Regions from separate parts of the Nothobranchius furzeri genome. Here region 1 is linked to region 2. A link is a contact called in public Micro-C data. All regions are on one chromosome and are shown on one strand. Each heading gives the region's core, a stretch centred on a gene start, on an enhancer-like site or on the middle of the called end of the contact. The rest is flanking DNA. Distances are from core to core; before and after follow the strand shown.

Evidence for each region. Hi-C and Micro-C count contacts between places; a contact is called where the count stands out from the background.
Region 1: a contact with region 2 is called in a Micro-C map of tail fin, with 5 times the contacts expected there. The contact joins the enhancer-like site here to the promoter of slc4a7 in region 2. A contact is called at or near these places in 2 of 2 Hi-C or Micro-C datasets (skeletal muscle and tail fin).

Annotation. Positions count from the first base shown.
Region 1 is chr5:59,564,343-59,567,930 of NfurGRZ-RIMD1, reverse strand. slc4a7 (solute carrier family 4 member 7) reads right to left here. Exons shown (of 25, transcript XM_070551805.1): 15 at 3,487-3,588; 16 at 1,956-2,117; 17 at 344-457; 18 at 1-101. Among protein-coding and RNA genes, the nearest start is that of zgc:153896, 11 kb to the left of the region's middle. Within about 2 kb of position 2,125, at least 1 of the 3 cell types and tissues checked has an H3K27ac peak or open chromatin away from gene starts, as enhancers often do. A contact at or near this core is called in tail fin, where this site is marked.
Region 2 is chr5:59,518,447-59,522,115 of NfurGRZ-RIMD1, reverse strand. slc4a7 (solute carrier family 4 member 7) reads right to left here and starts at 1,567. Exons shown (of 25, transcript XM_070551805.1): 1 at 1,301-1,567. The coding sequence starts at 1,411.

The DNA.
Region 1 (3,588 bases), core at 876-3,375, 45 kb before region 2:
AGGATGGTGCAGAGCAGAGCGGGGATGGCGGCAACCAGCAGAGTCCACCAGGGATTGGTTCCGAGGGGGGAGATGAGCCAGCCGCGGTGTTTGGATGTGGGCTGGAGGGATAAACACAGATCACAACCGGCCTCAATCATCTCATCACTGCTAAGTGCCATTCATGCTAGCAGTAACAGGCCCTCCAACTGGATCCTTTTACTTTTACATCAGACATAAATCTGTGTAGTTTGTCAGTTATTGTCCTCAGAACCAGAATCTCCAAATGTAATGTAAAATTAATAAATACATGAAGAACAAGGACAGAACAGTCTCATCCAAACACACAGCAGGAAGGTTTTACCTCAAATCGGTCGGGAACGCTGAGTTTAGGAGAAGGAACGCCCACCAGATAATCCAGCAGCACCATGATCATGATGGTCAGGAAGACGGCAAAGTCGCTGATAGCCGATCGCACCTGCAGATCAAAACACCTTCAGCAAGAGGAAATGCTGTTTCACACACACACACACACACACACACACACACACACACACACACACACACACACACACACACACACACACACACACACACACACACACACACACACACACACACACACTATTTTAATCGCTTGTTGACTTAAAAACTACAGCATAACTCACATTTCTTGGTTGTCTTAAAACACAGAAAACAAATTGTTTTTTACCTTGTTTGCCAACGTTTCAGCTACTTCCCGTAGCAATCCTCAGAGCTGTGGCGTCCCTTCCTTCTCTGTTTATTAGCGAGCAGCAGAGGATGATGTGGCCCTCTGATGCTCGTGCCCTCCTCGTCGTCGACACAGGCCCGTGCGTGATCTAACATGCAGACCCCATCGTCCCTCTTTGATGTTCCATTGTTCGTGTGTTGAGTGGGCGTCCGGTTTGCTGGGACTTTGTAAATGACTCCACATTTTTGTTCCTGCGGATATCTTGTGTTTTGGATGTACTATTTCATTGTTGTCAATATTTTTTCTGTTATGCATTTGATGTATGGAAGAGTCATCTCTGTTTTGGTTCTTGTTTTTCTGGATTTCTGTTCTTTGTTTTGGTTGTTCTTTCCTTTCTGCTGTTGTTTCCCTTTGCTCATTGCCCATGTAGACGAACAGAGACGATGGAGTCTAAACATTAGATCATGCATGGGACTGCATCATCAACGAGGAGGGCGCGGGCAGCACAGGTCATCATTGTCCTCTGTCGCTCACTGATAAACAGAGAAGGAAGTGACGCCACCAACAGCGTCACAGCTCTGAGGATGGTTACAGGAAGCAGCTGAAACTTTAGCAAAACAAGGTAAAGAACAACTCCTGTTAATACACAGCAGTGTGTATTATAATTAAACATTAAACAACTACCTATATATAAATAAATAATTGTCCCCAGCAGTTTAAGCCACACACACCTTTATGTACATCATCCCCACCAGTTTTAAAAACTGACGCCGCTGATCAGCTGTGATGTAATGAAACTGTGACCTGATTGGTCGGTTTGGAACAGCTGGACTCGTCTCACAGCACAAAGCACTAAGTTAAATAAACAACGACGTAAAATCGGTTTTAATCGGACTTCAGGGTTAGATTCAAAATCTCCAGATTGACAAAGACATGACATCACTTCCTGTCTCACACAATATTTTAGATTTCAGACATGTTGACCTTTGGTAACAGATTTTTAGTCACCAGCAGGTGGTGCTGACTGTAAGCGTCTTTGGTTTATAGAAACATCAGTCCTGGTTACCATGGAAACACCGACTGTTGGGTTCAGCTTTTTCCAGGTGTTTGACCACAGACCTGAACTTTAGCTGGATGAGACTTTTACTGGACAGCTCTTTGATTCAGACGTTAAACCAGGAGGAAACCAACCAGAATTCATTTACTTCTGATGAAAAACAGAACCAGAAACCTGTACTTTATTCCTGTTAGAGGACAGACGGACCTTTGTGGGGAAGTAGCTCTTAGTCTTGAACTTTTTAAGGAAGGAGGAGAGGAAGAAGGTGGTGAAGAAGAGAATGACGGACCAAAAGAGCACATCAGGGACGTAGGGACCGTGGTGGCTGCAGGCCGATCCGACAAACTTTCCGTTTAGATCCAGACATTCCTGCAGACAGAAAAGCAGACAGAGCTGCAGTTTCTCTGATGGCCTCTAGATGCTGCTGTGACTCAAACTGACAGGAAATAGAAGAAAAAAAATTTTCCGTCTCACATTCAGAAAAATTAACAGAAACTTTTTTCAGTTTGTTAATTTAAATCTTCTCCTAACCTCCGACCCAGTCTCAGGATCAGGTCTCCACAATTAAAACCTTGTACCTGATCCAGGTGAATTTAACCTGAAGATGCTTTTAGGTCCCCCATAACAGTTTGATCAGCAGGTGGCGCTCTAGACTTCCTAACAAACAGAACAGGGGTCTCATTTATAAAACATTGCATAGAATCCTTAAAAAAACTGTACTTAAGCCAAGTAGGTTTGTGATCTATAAAACATGGAGTACGCACAGCTGCACGCAATCTCCGCTTCATAAATCAGAGACTAACTAGAAAGGTTCTCAGCTGTTTCTGAGTCACATCCCGCCCTCACCACGCCCACTTTCTGCCATAAATGGTCAATGCAAAGTGCCTTGTGGATCTCATGCATAAATATAAGCCGGCTCGTTGCAGCGCTCCGCCATTAACGATGGCGACCGCAGGTCAAGGAAGCGCTATTTCACAAGCAGAAGTTGAGGTACTTGTGGGTGAGGTGGAGAAATGAAAAGAAGTGCTTTTGCAAAACAAATAAGAGAAAATCCACAGAGTGGCACAGCGTTGCTGAAGCCGTCAATGCCGAGTTCTTCAGAGAGATCTGTGGCGGATATAAAAAATGGTCCGATCTGAAGGTGGAGGCAAAAAATAAAATAAAAAAAATGGATGTTTTTCCACCACCACGAGTGTGTCTGCCACTGGCGGAGGCCCTAGCACCTCTGATCCCCCACCGCTCGCCGTTAGGAACTCAGCTGTACTCGGACTGGCAAGCGTGCATGGCATCGTGCCAGAGAAGGAGAGAGACACTGACCATGCAGAGGAGGCCAGTAACGTTTAAGCCTTTTATTAATGCAGATCAAATGTGTCCGTCATTAAAATATAAACAAAACCAAATCTCACTGCAGTACAAGTGATAACGCTGCTGGAATTCATAGTTGTATCCTTCTCAGGAGCAGCGCTGCAGGAGCTCTCCATGTCCAAAATGTGCCTAAGTAAGGTCCTTAGTCAGCTTAAAGTTGCACACCTTTTTCCACAATGTTTTCTTTTATAAATCCAAAAGTTTGCGTGGAAAGTTGCTTACGCAGTTTTCCGACCCCGTTTTGTGCGTAAGCAAGCTTCATAAATGAGGCCCCTGGTCTCTTGTCCTGAAACCTAAGCAACTTTCCTGGGTTCTGATGATGTTCTGGAAGGTGTTACTAGTGACGCTGGACCAGAACCATCAGGTGTCCTACCTTCACGCTCAGCAGCTCCCACTCCACGTTCTCAGATGTCACGTTTCTGCTCCTCCAGATCTCCTGGACCTCGAGGGAAGCATTGGCAGGTGGAGAACATTG
Region 2 (3,669 bases), core at 318-2,817:
CTGTCTGAGCAGGACTGAATGCTGTTTCATCAAACTAAGGCTGCTCAAAGAGCCATCTAAACAGGTATGATATCATTGTTCACAATGTTTCCACAGAAATCCACTTCAAAAGGTCTGAATTGACCCTTTGAGCAGAAATGAAACTCTTCAAACACACCTGGTCCATCAAACCCTCATCCAGTACCTGGGATGGGGACTCAGAAAGAACCACAGGTGTCACTAATCCACCAAATCTAACCAGCAGGAACAAAGGTTTTAGAGGAAAATCAAATCCTGAAATCAGCAAACATCTCAGCCCAGTGTGTGTGTGTGTGTATGTCAGCAGCTCAGTCAGACTATGGAACCAGTTTAACAGCATCACTCTGCTAGTCGGACAGGTTACGTCTCATCTGTGTTGACAGGGACTCCTGAACGTCACTCAGCTTGTTACAGCTGGAGGTCTCAAAGGATCCACGTGTCAACCTAAACATCCTCCTATCTACAAAAACTGCAGAGAATTAGATGGGATTTTAATCCTCCCGTCACCATGGCAACAACGGTAGCATCCTGGCAACCTGTCTGAGTTGATTCACATGAGTTGTGTTCTTCTCCGAGGTCAGCATCATCCCCATCGGGGCTGGGTTCGGTGGTCCCGCTCCCTCCGGGCTGCTGGCCACACCGGATGACCTACATGTGAATCACATCATCGCCACGTGCTCCGCTAACTTTTCTCCACAACGGGTTTCACAAAGTCCTCTACGGAGACGTTTCCTACAGTCAGACACATCCCGTCACTTTTAACGTGAAACGTGGTCCTTTCTCTGACAAACGAGTGATGGTGACGGTTAGACAGATGACAGCGATGCCGGTATGAAAACGGCCCCGGAACTAAATATGCTCATAAAGGAGGATGAAACCGGCGCCGATTGGAAGATTAGCGAATTATACGTCAAAAATGTTTCTAACTGTTTTTTGTTTGCGTAGAAATATGCAGCGGAGGGTCTCCGAACCTCAAATCACCGGTTTATTAAAGGGAGTCCGTTGAGTTCGCTTCACTTCCTGGCATCAACGTGGTGGTCCTTAAAAACAAAAGCGCTCGGTTGCCAGCCTTTGTTTCCCACCAGGTGAACGGGCTCCACTAACTAACGAACGCTTTAACCAAACTTAGCTCTGGCTAACGGAACTTTTTTATGACCGTAGACTCCGTCCCGCAGACACACGGGGGTTCGCAGCGGTTCTTCTCCTTCCAGCCTGCTGAGGAGGCGCTAGCCGACAGCTAACAGGTACACCGGAGCGGAGGAGAGACAGTGGCGGAACTTACAGATGTGAGGAGCGGTTTCATCTGCTCGCTGCTGTCGTCCTCCATCTCCAGAAAAACACGGTGAAAAGTCTTCTCCCTCTTCTTCATCCGCCGCTGGTCCTCCAAGTTCATCCAACTAACTACCGCCGGCTCTTCAATCGTTTTTCTCCGCCACGATTTTACAACTGCCTGGAATATATTAACTCGGGGTCTAAATTCCGCCTTTTTATGATTGACAGCTCCATTATAAAATCACGAGTCTGAGATGGATTTAGTTTCACCAATGACAGAGCTAGAAAGTAAAATGGGTGGAGCTTAACCGGCAACAAAGCATGCTAGCTCCGCCTTAGGCCTTCCAATATAGATTATCGTTAGTCACAACAAAATAATCATCTTTCTCATTAGCTTTTCCTTTTTACTTATTTAATTCATTGATTCATATTTAATTCGCATTCTCAGAATTAATATTTGTTCTATATGAAGAAGGAAAAACCTATCACTGTTGAAACATGTCAGCATCAACGTTTAACGTGAAAGAATAATAATAATAATAAATAATAAAAAACTTTATTAATCCCTCGGGTGAATTCCTTCGGGAAATTCAGTTTCCAAAACTAACATGGAAGTAACTGAAATGACACTTTTACCAGATGGACTAATATTTGGTTATATTTGTGAAATAAAATCAGTGTGTTTTAATATTTGAGTATCAACATTTAAGTTACCCATAAAGAAAAAAAAAACAAAGAGCAGAAATTGCATTTTATAAGTGTATCAAAAATAAATACTCAATTTCAGAAACTTTATTTTAATAATACTCAGAATTTTCTAATTTAACAATCACTTCATATCATCTCACATGAAATAAAGTGTTTGCAAGGTCATATATACTTTAACTTTATATACATGAAGGGAACCTGATAGGAACATGATCAAAATATGATGGGAATCTAATGGGAACATGATGGAAAACATGAAGGTGACAGAATGAGAATATGATGGGAAACGGATGGGAATATAATGGGAGCATGATGGTAATATGACAGGATCATGATCACCTGTAAGACTACACACCTCACTTTGGGTCACACACATTTAGAATCTGTAAAGCAGAGAGAAAGTCTATTTTTCCAGAGAGATAACACACCCTGGTCCTTCTGGAAACTCTAAACTGTGAAGGTGTTGATGGAAGACAAATGGATGTTAAACCCAGTCAAGAAAACCCGGTCCCGTCCATATGAGCGAGCTTCACAGTAAAACTGAACCTTTCTGCAGCTTATCTACGATCAGCAGGTTGGTGTTTCCCTCCTGCTGATCCTGTTGTTGCTGTAATCCTGACAGATTACTTCGCTACACAAAAGTCATTGTTGTTCCACAAAGAACTCTGGCAGAACTCTCGGCCTTTTATTTCTAAGTTTTCTTTCAGAACAACCCATGAGGAGGTTTTTCATGCCGTTGCACAACCAGATACACAAATAAACTTGTTCTCTTCTTTATGTGGGAAAATTATGACTAAATATTTGATGGTCTGACTCTTGTTTCTCGGGGATTTTAGACTTTTTTTCAATAATTTCATTTATTAATGATTGTTAATACACAATTTATATAGATTCAGTTTTTTTGATTGCTTCTGTTTCCTGTTGATGTTCAGCCGATTTTATATTTGTAAGGGTTTTTATTGTGGTGGGGTGTTTTCAGGCTTGTTTCAGATAAAGATGGCTGTTTGGATCATGCTGAACAGGAGCTGGAGGTTATGAAGAAATGTCAAAACACCAGAAGCTCCAGGCTCAGAGGAGAAACTGTTAGAGAAAAGAAAATAAGTCATCTGAGAGAATAATTGATTGTAAATTTGCTTTGCTGGAGTCTGATCCAAGATTACACAAAACAAACAAACTAATAAAATAAAAACTCCTGGCTATGATGTCATAAATCCATGTTTCTCATCTGTCAGGCAGAAGAATCTGAGATTTTATAGAGGAGCAGATTACATAAATCAGCCGTCAGTAGACAAGCCCAACAGCTTCTAAATTAATATTTCAGATTACCTTTGACCTGCTGGGAGTCACATGACTTCATCTGATCTATTTTAGGTAGTCATGGAAACAATACTAGAGTTGGGGCAGATCTGAGGTCATGGGGGAGTTGATTCCATATGTGAGCAGCATAGTAGCTAAAAGCATCTTCATCCTGTCTGGTTCTGACCCGAGGTTCTACCAGCTGATTGTTTCCTTAGGATCTCAGAGCCCTATTGGGTGTATATACAGGAATGAGATCTGACATGTATTTTGGTCCCATGCCATTGAGTGATTTATTAACTAGTAGGAGCACTTTGAAATCTATTCTGTAGTTTACTGGTAACCAGTGTAGGGATCTAAGAGCAGGAGTGATGT